3 separate regions of the Sus scrofa genome follow, and all the other regions are linked to region 3. Evidence: chromatin contacts called from public HiChIP or PLAC-seq data. All regions are on one chromosome and are shown on one strand. Each heading gives the region's core, a stretch centred on a gene start, on an enhancer-like site or on the middle of the called end of the contact. The rest is flanking DNA. Distances are from core to core; before and after follow the strand shown. Region 1 holds the start of RPL27A (60S ribosomal protein L27a). Region 2 overlaps ST5 (suppression of tumorigenicity 5 protein). Region 3 has its middle 39 kb from the start of ST5.

What was found. HiChIP or PLAC-seq counts read pairs in DNA pulled down with a chosen protein or histone mark.
Region 1: a contact with region 3 is called in an H3K27ac HiChIP or PLAC-seq map of skeletal muscle. The contact joins the promoter of RPL27A here to the enhancer-like site in region 3. A contact is called at or near these places in 1 of 5 promoter capture datasets (liver), 9 of 47 Hi-C or Micro-C datasets (alveolar macrophages, brain, embryonic fibroblasts and 4 more) and 1 of 2 datasets of contacts at active chromatin or transcription factors (skeletal muscle).
Region 2: an H3K27ac HiChIP or PLAC-seq map of skeletal muscle shows a contact between it and region 3. The contact joins two enhancer-like sites. A contact is called at or near these places in 6 of 47 Hi-C or Micro-C datasets (embryonic fibroblasts, epiblast stem cells, liver and 1 more) and 1 of 2 datasets of contacts at active chromatin or transcription factors (skeletal muscle).

What each region holds. Positions count from the first base shown.
Region 1 is chr9:710,686-713,939 of Sscrofa11.1, forward strand. RPL27A (60S ribosomal protein L27a) reads right to left here and starts at 1,725. Exons shown (of 5, transcript XM_003482496.4): 1 at 509-1,725; 2 at 81-144. The coding sequence starts at 511. It overlaps TRIM66 (tripartite motif-containing protein 66), which reads left to right and starts at 886. Exons shown (of 23, transcript XM_021062260.1): 1 at 886-1,010; 2 at 2,890-3,113. The coding sequence starts at 997.
Region 2 is chr9:683,853-687,196 of Sscrofa11.1, forward strand. ST5 (suppression of tumorigenicity 5 protein) reads left to right here. Exons shown (of 21, transcript XM_021062259.1): 6 at 1,571-1,722. Among named protein-coding and RNA genes, the nearest start is that of TRIM66, 26 kb to the right of the region's middle. Within about 2 kb of position 1,784, at least 50 of the 83 cell types and tissues checked have an H3K27ac peak or open chromatin away from gene starts, as enhancers often do. A contact at or near this core is called in embryonic fibroblasts, epiblast stem cells, liver and 1 more, where this site is marked.
Region 3 is chr9:612,725-616,032 of Sscrofa11.1, forward strand. No RefSeq gene overlaps it. Among named protein-coding and RNA genes, the nearest start is that of ST5, 39 kb to the right of the region's middle. Within about 2 kb of position 1,412, at least 55 of the 83 cell types and tissues checked have an H3K27ac peak or open chromatin away from gene starts, as enhancers often do. A contact at or near this core is called in brain, embryonic fibroblasts, epiblast stem cells and 4 more, where this site is marked.

The DNA.
Region 1 (3,254 bases), core at 475-2,974, 98 kb after region 3:
GCACAAAGCTTCACCCACCTCTCTAAGCTCATCTGCCGGGGACAGCCCGAGGCCGGCCAGGACGGGAAACCGGCACTTACCGATGCGGCCGTGGCCGTGGCTCACGTGGCCGCGGAGTTTCCGGGTCTTCCTTAGTCTGGACGGCTGTGTGGGAAAAGGTGCCCGGGGTGAGGCCCTGGGAGGTGGGGCGGGGGCCACGCTTGCCAGCCTGGGAAGGGGCTGGGGCGGGGGTCTGCTCTGCGGCGCCTTCAGCGAAGCTGAACCAGGCTGATCACCGCCTGGTTCTCATCAGGGAGGCGCCCGGGTCCGCGTGTCTCAGGAATCCGGACTCCGGGAAGAACACGCGGCCCCAGGCTCCCCGCCCCGTCCCGGCCGCCCCGGCCGGCGGCCGGACGTGAGCGGCCTGGAGGATGAGGCCAAAGGCGGGAGCAGGTGGCTGGGGGAGCAGGTGAGCAAAGCTCGCGGCCTAGGGTAGCAACCACACGGGCGGACCAGGACAATCACCTACCATGTCGGCGGCCGCGACGCAAGAGGAAGGCCTCGGCAAAGTCTCGCGAGCTATCGGGCCCAGGGGCGGAGCCCACGCCTCACTTCCGGCTCGGGGGGCGGGGCCTGCGAGGGCGCGGATCTCGCGCGATTACAGGTCTTGCCGTTTTCGCATCCGGGGGTTGAGCTCGCCATCGCAGAGCTGTTCCGGGGGCGGCGGCGGGGCCGGGAGCCCTGCGCGGTGCAGTGAGTGCGCTGGCGCTCGCAGGCTGAGCTCTGCCGCCGGGGGCGGGGCTTGAGGGCTGCGGTGCGCGCCGCGGGCGGGAAAGCCGCCGGGGCCGCCGGTCTCAGCTCCCCGCCGACCGCCGCAGCCCTGAGCAGTCCCGCGGGTCTCGCTCTGGTTTTGGTGGCTGGCTCGGGCCGGGCGTAGCGGCCGCTTGGCTTGTCCCCTGGCCGCGTGAGGAGCCACTTTTGGCCTTCGGTGCCCACCGGGTCCTCACCCCGCGGCGTATGGAGCGTCCCAGGTCAGGGGTAGTCGGAGCTGTGGCCGCCAGCCTGCACCACGGCCGCAGCAAGGCCGGCCTTTAACCCGCTGAGCGGGCCCAGGGCCGAACCCGCGTCCTCACGGACGCCAGTCGGGTTCGTTAGCCTCGCTCTGGTCCTTTTAGGCTCCGTTTTTGATGTCTCGCCCACCTTCCCGGGCCTGCGCGCCCACGCTCTCGGTCTTCCTCGCTCCTTCGCCCTTGTGCCTGGTCCTGGCCTTGTCCTCGCTTTGAACAGCCTCAGTTCAGGGACCTCTGCGCTTGCTCGCGTTAAGGTCCTGTACTCTCCAGACCCTGTAGATTTTCCGCCGCTCTCTTGTAATTTTCACTGGCACCTACTGGGCGCGCCTGTGAGCCCCTCCTCTTCTGGACAGAGAACCCCCGCTCAGTCTGGACCCAAAGTGAGCGTCCCCTCTTGGAAAACTGACCCATCCGGTCACGGTTGCTCACATGCCCCCACTGGGCCTCCTCAAAAATCTAGGGCGTGGCTCTTAGAGAATCTTGATCTGCGTTTGTCTTTCCTGCTGGACCAAACTCCTCAAAGACTGGAGGATTATTTTCTTTTTATCCATGTACTCCCAGCTCCCGGCATGTAGTACATGTTCAACAAATGATCGTTAACTAAAGTGGAGGGGGCACCCTTCCCGTGTTAAGTCTCAACCAGTGTTCAGGATCACAGTCCATCAGTTAGTCTGTGTGTGTGTGTGTGGTTTCTGTGCCATGTTCTGTAAAGCTAAAATACTGCTTAGCTAAAATATCCTAAATTCTCCCTGTCTCTCTTTCCTACCCTTGCTCCTTCCTTTTCAGCCAAGTTCACCCAAAGAGCAGTCAACAAATCCTGTGCATTTGCTAGTTTCCTGTTCATCCTTTAATCCATCACAGTCTAGCCCTCAGTCCCATTATTGTAATTAAAGTGCTCCTACCAAAGTCATCAATTAACCAAACTCCAAACTGCATGGACTCTTCTCCATAGCACTTGTACTCTGTCTTAACCCATTTGACTTCTTTTTCTAGAGCACCTCTTGCATTCTTCCTACCAGTCTTCCTTTCAGGTTCTTCTGCCTTTGTCCACCGTTTAACTGTTGGTATTCTTCAGCCGTCTGTGCTTGCCCCTGTTAAGGTTTCGTAGGATGCCGTCTCTCCGGCGAGCTCATCTTGGGTGGCTTCCGTCTTCATCTGTGTTGCTGACTCCACAGTCGTATTCACTTAATTACGGGCTAGTTTCCCTCCGACATTCCGAGGGATGTCAGGGAGACGGAAAAAATTATCCTGAGCATCCTTTTCTCTGACACGCTGTCACCAAGTCCTTTTTTAGCCCTCCTGGCACTCCTTCGTGAAGGCCCTTCTCACATCGCTTCTCTGGGGTTCAGCGCCCTCCTGTGATCACCCTGCCTGCACTCCCCCCTCCAGCCCCTCCGTCCTTCACGCCTCTGCCAGGTTCATCTTCCCCAGCCACGACTCTCATGCTTTCACTTACTTCATCAACAAGTTCAGGAGCCCCAGCTGGCCCCAGAGAACAGCGCAGACTCCCCTCCACTTTCCGACACAGGTTTTCTACTGCAGCCAAACTTGAGCCATCCCTGCTGCCCTTCCTCCTGTGAGGTCCTGTTTCTCATGCCAGCTATACTCCCCCTCCTGACCGGAGGTCCTGAAGCTTCCTCTCCTTCTTCAGAGACCCACCTTATCCCCTCCCAGTGCCCAGCTATAATAGCCGAACACAGGCTGCAGTTTCCAGAGTGCATGTGCCTCAGGGGTCCGCACCCCCAGCCCCGGGTGCAGGGCACCGAGGCCCAGCAGGTTGCCTGGCTGCCAGGCGCCAGGGCTGCTGAGACAGAGCCGGGCCTGGTCTCTGTCCCTCCAGGTCTCCTGCCCTTTCCTCAGTGACCACACGCCCTCTGACCTCACAGTGCTGGGGCCTTCATCGGGCCTGGAGCCCTTCGTCCCATGCTGCCTGTCGCCAGCAGAAAGAGGGGCCTGGGGCGTCGGGGGCAAGGCCTGAGAAGAGGTCACCCTCCATCCGGCATCAGGAGCGGCCCGTGCGTGCGCGAGCGGTGAGCGGAGCTCCCTGGACACGGCCCCGAGGAGGTGAGCCGGGCAGAGCGTGGGCAAGGAAAGGTCACCCCCGGTGTCCAGCACGGAGGGGCTGCAGCCAGGACCAGGGCTGCAGGGGCCGGGGGCCGGGGCTCTGCCGCAGGGGCGTCGGCCGGCTGGCTTCTCGGCGCGCGG
Region 2 (3,344 bases), core at 534-3,033, 72 kb after region 3:
CCAGCCCGTCGGGGCTCTGGACGAGACAGTCCTTTTCATTTTCGTAGCTTGACGGTCACAGGAAGGTGTCGGGGAGTGGCCGAGGACTCTGCTCCGTGTGGGGGCCCCTAATCCAGCCCCAAATCCTTTCCTGACCCACCTTTGACTCAGTTCACAGAGATGGCGTGGCTCCCAAGCAGCGTCATTAGCTGTGACCCAGCGGGCCCTTCGCAGCCCCTGCCCCCATAAAGGCATTTCCTAAACTCGTTGTGGTTTTTCACGGTAGTAATAAGTAGATACCACAGTTGGCGGCGGGGTGGAGCTCGGTTTGTAGGTTGAGAAATCGGAAAGCGCAGAAGGATGGTTTCCCCCGCGTCCCCGTCCTGGGAAAGCTTGGATGCCAGGGGCCTTTTGTCCAGTCCTGTGGCTCCCTGAGAAGCGGCGTCTGAACCTCTGGGTGGGAGCCACGGCCGGGCAGGCCGCTGGGGGCTGGGGGTGGCCCAGGCTGAGGCCTGCTGCCCGGAGAGGTGGGAGTGCGCTGCTGGCACCTCTGTCCTCAGTAGCGGTGCTGGCAGGGAGGGGGTGGGACACGCAGGGTAGGGGCAGCACTCGCTCCTGGTCCTGTCAGCGTGTCACTCCAGTGATTCTGCTGCATGACTGGCCAGGCCTAGCCTCCCCCAGGCCACTGTTGTGTTTCAGAGAAGCCCGGGCACATGCTGGGGGGAGGGGCTCGGTCCTCAAGGGCAGGGACTGTGCTCGGGACCTTCTGTGACTTCCTGGTAGTGCCAGTGCCATGCCTGCTGCTGGGATTTCAGAAGTGAGTGCCCAGAGAAGCAAGGACCCCCCACCCCACCCCCTGAGCCCACACGTCTTTCAGGCCTCTTGTCTCCTCTGTGTCACAGTAGGAGACTTGATTCCAAAAGGGGACCGATGACCATCCTGTCTTTGCTGAGGTCCATGGGGGGCAGGGGGGACAGAGCAGTTCACTGAACAAATAACACTGGGCACGCACGACGCACCTGTCACTGCTCTGGTGCAGCGTCATCTCAGCGGACCAGACAGGAGGCCCGTCCTGAGGGAGCTGGGGAGCCGAGCGCAGGCGAGCTGGAGGCCTGGCAAAGCCCAGCCCCCTGGAGTCCCCAGAGTCCCTCCACGCCCACCCCCGGAAGTGCTCCTCGGGGAGCCGTGGGTGCAGGGACAGCCGTGTGGCCTCTGAACGCCTGTCTTCCATTGAACTGTGTGTGGCTCTGGGCCCTTTGCAGCAGAGGGGCTGGAGCCAGGGGAAAGATGCCTGGTGTTGGCTTTGTCCCCGGCTGGGCACAGGCACGGGTGGCTGAGCCAGTCTTGTGCAATCCTTGAATTTATAAAGCAGAGGCCGGACATGGCGGAGCTGGACCGGGGGTGGGGGTTCAGCCTCTGGACGCGGAGCCAGGATCTGTTTGTAGCCTCCTCACTGCAGACGGGCAGCTGCGTGACTCATGAGCTGAAGGGCCAGGCAGAAGCCGCGCGCTCTCTGGCTCCCAGGAATGCAGCTTGTTTGTGTGTGTGTGTGTCTCCTCCTTCCCGTCCCTCACTTCTTCCGCCTCTGCAGGGGATCTGCCCAAGGAGAATCCGTATGAGGATGTGGACTTGAAGAGCCGAAGGGCAGGCCGAAAACCCCAGCCGCTGTCGGAGACCTCCCTGGACTCTTTGCACAGGATGTGGAGCCCGCAGGACCGCAAGTACAACAACCCGGCCGCTCAGGTAACGGCAGCCCTGCCTGCGGCCGGCCGTGGGCTCCGCGGGGGGCGGGGCGGGGCGGGGCCTCATCCGGGCTCCGCCCACTGGTGCCCGGCAACGGCGGTGACGTCAGGAGGGAGCGCTGTCCGAGGAGACCTCCGCCTTGTGCGTCCCTGTGGACAGTGGAGGCGCGCCCCGAGGGCCGGCCTGCCCCCTCCTGCCCTTCACTGCTTGGCTCTGCGCCGCAGCACCGGGGGGTGGTGTCTCGTGCAGTCACGGCCCCTCCTCCCTGTTCGTGGGGGCGGAACACAGGCCTGGCGTAGCTGTGGCAGAACCCATCCCAGCGCTGGCACTTGGGGGCCAGGCATTGGCCCAAGACTGAGATTTGGAGAACTAGACAGGTGTCAGGACGGGATTTGGAGCCACTCGCATTGGATAAATGGCTGAGGAGGTGACTCTCCGAGGAGAGAAGTGACAGAGGCAGAGTGAGAGCAAGGTGCTGAGTCGAAGGAGGCTCTTCCACGTGAGCTCCTTCTGGTCTCGTCCGTGGTCGACGGGAGGCGGCAGAATGGACAGCCTTTTGGGACTGTGCAGGCAACCCCGGTTCTCCTGGACATTTTATAGCACTGGCGAGAGAATATAAAAATTAATTCTTTTGGCTTTGAAATGATGTGTATTTTTTTTTTTTTTCGTCTTTATAGGGCCACACTTGTGGCACGTGGAGGTTCCCAGGCTAGGGGCTGAATCAGAGCTACAGCTGCCGGCCTACACTACAGCCACAGCAACGCCAAATCTGAGCTGCATCTGCGACCTACACCGCAGTTCAGGGCAGTGCCAGATCCTTAATCCACTGAGCAAGGCCAGGGACCGAACCTGCATCCTCATGGATCCTAGCCGGGTTCGTTACCGCTGAGCCACGATAGGAACTCCTGATTGTTTTTATAATAGATTTACCTTTCTGATGTGTTGTGTTTGAACACGCGTCCGTGGAATTTGTTCTTGCAGGCTGATTGGGTGGGAGGCAGAAATGGGGCTGGAGAGGAAGGAGGCACCCTGGCAGGTGAGGAGAGCAAGGCCAGGTCAGGACGGCAGGTGGCAGGCACGCCGGTCTGCAGGGTGCTGCCTTTCTAGCAGGAGCAGAGTCCGCTGAGAGTCCTGTGCCATCATTGTAGGCAGAGGGAGCAGAAAATGGATCAGGGGTGGGGCGGGAGCAGCCCAGGACTGCAGAGCTGAGGGGCTGCTGGCTCTGAGGCCGCTTTGGCGTCAGGGCCTGGAGCCCCATGTCCCCCAGAAGCAGTGAGCAGGGCTGGGCCAGCACACGGTCTCTGGCCTCAGCAGAGAAGCCTTTTGGGAAGACAGATTCCATCGGCCACACTTGAAATGAGCAGGGTCTATAGGCCTTGTCCCAGAGCTCAGAAGGAACCCCCAGACGTCTTGCTGGGCCTTCTTTTCACTCAGATGACAGCTCAGTTGCTCTGCTGTCTCTTCTCCAGCAGAACCAGTTGAGCTTCCTTCATGGCAGCAAGTGTCTAACCCAGGCCCGACCTGCCGAGGAGCCACGGGTCTTCAAGGAGGACCCCCTGGTCGATGGAGATGCCTGGGAGGGACTGGGGGCAGTCGGGGGGCTGGCCTGTGACGTCTGTGTC
Region 3 (3,308 bases), core at 162-2,661:
AGTGTAGGCTGGCAGCTGTAGCTCCAATTTGACCCCTAGCCTGGGACCTCCCATATGCAGTGGGGGCAGCCCGAAAAAAAATAAAAGTGCACATAAAAGAATATCACAAAGCAGAAATATACGGGGGTATGGGCTGGGCTGGGGAGGCAGTAGGGCCTGCTGTGTCCCAGGCTCTGTGCGCACTCCTGAAAGGACTGATATTCCTTGTGGCTGTGGCAGCAGCTCCCAGAAAGCCTGGGCGTTAGGCTGTGTCTGCATCACAGCTGTTGCTCAGGCTGTGACTTTGGGCTGGGCCAGGATTCTTCTGGCCCTTACCTAGTGCCTTTCCTCTCACTGCAGGAAGATGAGAGACGGCTCTGGCACCAGCAGTAGTACCATGAGGCCCTGCGCTGGTTAAAGCCATCGCCGGGACCTGGGCAGCAGCAAGGTAAGCAGAGCGGCCAGTCCAGGCGGCTCCTGGGGCGTGAGTGCATTTCCGCCTCAGCGGCCGCCGGAAAACCCCAAGTGCACAGACAAGTCAAGGCAGTGCCTCTGGGTCCTCCCCGCGCCCCAGGACCCAGGCGAAGGGCTTGCTCCCCTCCAGGTGCGCCCGCTCGCTCCCTCCCGGCGGCCGGGACTCTTCAAGTTACAAAAACTGAGGCCCTGGGGGGAGCAAGACAAATCCACTCGCTGTCCTTTCCCGTCTCCCCCTGGGCTGCTGAAGCCGGTTCCCGGGGGCAGCCCGGAGCCCTTGCTTGACGGGCAGGGAGGCAGGAGGAGTGGAATGTCTGCGGAGACCCAGGGAGCGAAAGACTGTGCTGCACCCTGCAAGCCTCCCAACGGAGGGAGGGAGGGAGGGAGGAGGGAGATGGGGGGAGCAGGGGAGGAAGGGGGAGGTGGAGGCGGAGGAGGCGGAGGAGAGGGAGGGAGGGGGAGCGGGCAGGGCGGAGGCGGGAAGAGGCGGAGGGAGCGGGAGGGAGGGGGGCCGGCGGGCGGGGCGCGTCTCCATGACGACCGGCCCGGCCGGCCCGCAGCCCCGCTCGCCTGGCTGGAAGGAGCCGGGAAGGTCAGCGGAAGGAGCTGCGGGCCGCCCTCCGCAGGTTCCGAGCCGAGTGAGGGGATTTGGGGGCCCGGGGCTCGCTGGCAGACGGGGTGTGAGGATGGAGTGGACCGGAAAGCGCCGGGACTCTCAGGTAAGCTGGGCCCGGGCGCCGGCCCTTCTCTCCTCCTTCCCTGGCCGCCGGCTGTTTCCTGGGAGGCCGGCGAGCGTCCCTGCTCCCGCCCCGAGAGCTCCGAGCGTCCCTGCTCGGGCCCGGGCCCGGGCCCCGAGCCCCGCGCCGGGCGTCCCGAGAGCTCCGAGTGTCCCTGCCCCGGCCCCGAGCTCCGCGCCGGGCGTCGGGCTCCAGCGGTCGGAGTCTCTTAGCTGGAGGGGGAGGCAAAGAGCCAGCTCGCTTGACTTTGCAAATCCTGCTGAGCTCACTGGTGCTGAACCTGCGGTGTGGGGACTCCACTCTGGGAAATCATCGTCTGACTTTTGTTTAGCACAGGAAGAGTCCTTTATGCAGGGAAAAAATGAGTTCTCATCACTCCTCATTGTGTTTGTAGTTTGTACAAGGAAATTCCAGTGTCTTTTGAGTGGCTTGGTTTGTTCCAGTGAACACTGCCTGTTTTGTCTCTTGGTGCTGCTATGTCTGACCTAATAAAAAAAAAAAGAGAGAGAAAGAAAGAAAAGCGAATTAACTCAGCTGGGAGCCGGTGGTGCGTTCCAGGGCTCCGGCGGCAGCGGAGTCCGCAGGAGAGGGGCTGTCCCAGCGAGGTCTGAGCCGGCCGCGCTCCCTCCCAGGGAGCCTGGAGAGAAGCATGCTGTCCCCCTTGACTGGTGAAGCCCTCGGCTTTGCTGAAAGATGCGTGGGGGGGGGCGGTGGCCTGCAGAGAGGTGTCTGAGCCGGATGGCAGAGTGAGCGGCTGCCAAGACGCGTGAGGTGCTGAGCTTGTGCCGAATGGATTCCTGGCTGGTGATTTAACCTTGTCCCTTCTCTGCACGGCGTTTTGATAGCACCTGTTGTGACCTGGTGGGTGGTGCCCTCGGGTGGCCTCAGAGAGGAGACGGCCCAGAAAGCGCCTTGCAGGCGATGGGGCGCCGGCCACTCTAGAACCTTCAGGTTTATCAGCCGCAATGCTGGCCGGAGGAAGGCCGCGGGAGACACTCCTGCAGCGCGTCAGGGAGGTGCCTCCGCCTCAGCCGTGTTGTCGCTGACCTTCCTCCCGGGCCTCAGGAAGCCTGGTGGGTACCTCTGGTTTCTCTGTGGGATGAGGGAACAGCTGCTGTCCTGGCTCTTCGGTTTTCTTCTTGAACTTTCTGAACAGAATGTCTTTTGTACTCTGGCAAACAAGGAGGGGGCTTCTGATGAACTTTGGGTCAGCTTGCCAATGAAAGCACTGGCCATGTCCCCAGCCGGGCTGCCCGCATGTGGCCTGAGGCTCCACAGGGTGAACCCAGTGGCCCTGGGCCTCAGATGGGCCCCTTCGAAAGCCAGGCCCTTGCACTGCACTCCGCGGCCCCTCCGCCTGGTCGAAGCCTCTGTTTGGCTGGGGGTGCGGGCACCACAGGCTGGGGCTCGCTTGGGGGCCTCTGAGTCACCGGGCCCTTCGCAGGCAACGCATATCCAGGATCTGGGGTCTTCTCTACTCCCGTGGATGTGGCGGGGCCGCTCCTCCAGTGTCCTTGCCCCCACACGTGTGAGGAGGGCTGGCAGGTGAACCTGCTTTCGTGCAGCAGCGGGAATAGCGGACTGGCGCATAGGACATGGGCAGGCCGGGTTCTCCTGCCTGTGGGACAGGGGGCCGTGGGGAGGCCCTGGGCCTCGGGTACCTTTGGGTGTGTGGCTGTGAGACGGAGGTGATGAGAGTAACTCCGTCACAGGACGGTTGGGAGAGCAAAGGAAATCACCCCTGGGAAAGTCTGCAGCAAGTCAGGTTCTGCGGAACTGAGGTCCTGGCACTCGAAGCATAGGGTCCCCCTCTCTCTGGGAGGTCACTCTGCCTCTCAGTCCTGGCACTTGAAGCATAGGGTCCCCTCTCTCAGGGAGGTCACTCTGCCTCTCAGTCCTGGCACTTGAAGCATAGGGTCCCCTCTCTCAGGGAGGTCACTCTGCCTCTCTGTCCTGGCACTTGAAGCATAGGGTCCCCTCTCTCTGGGAGGTCACTCTGCCTCTCGGTCCTGGCACTCGAAGCATAGGGTCCCCCTCTCTCTGGGAGGTCACTCTGCCTCTCGGTCCTGGCACTCGAAGCATAGGGTCCCCCTCTCTCAGGGAGGTCACTCTGCCTCT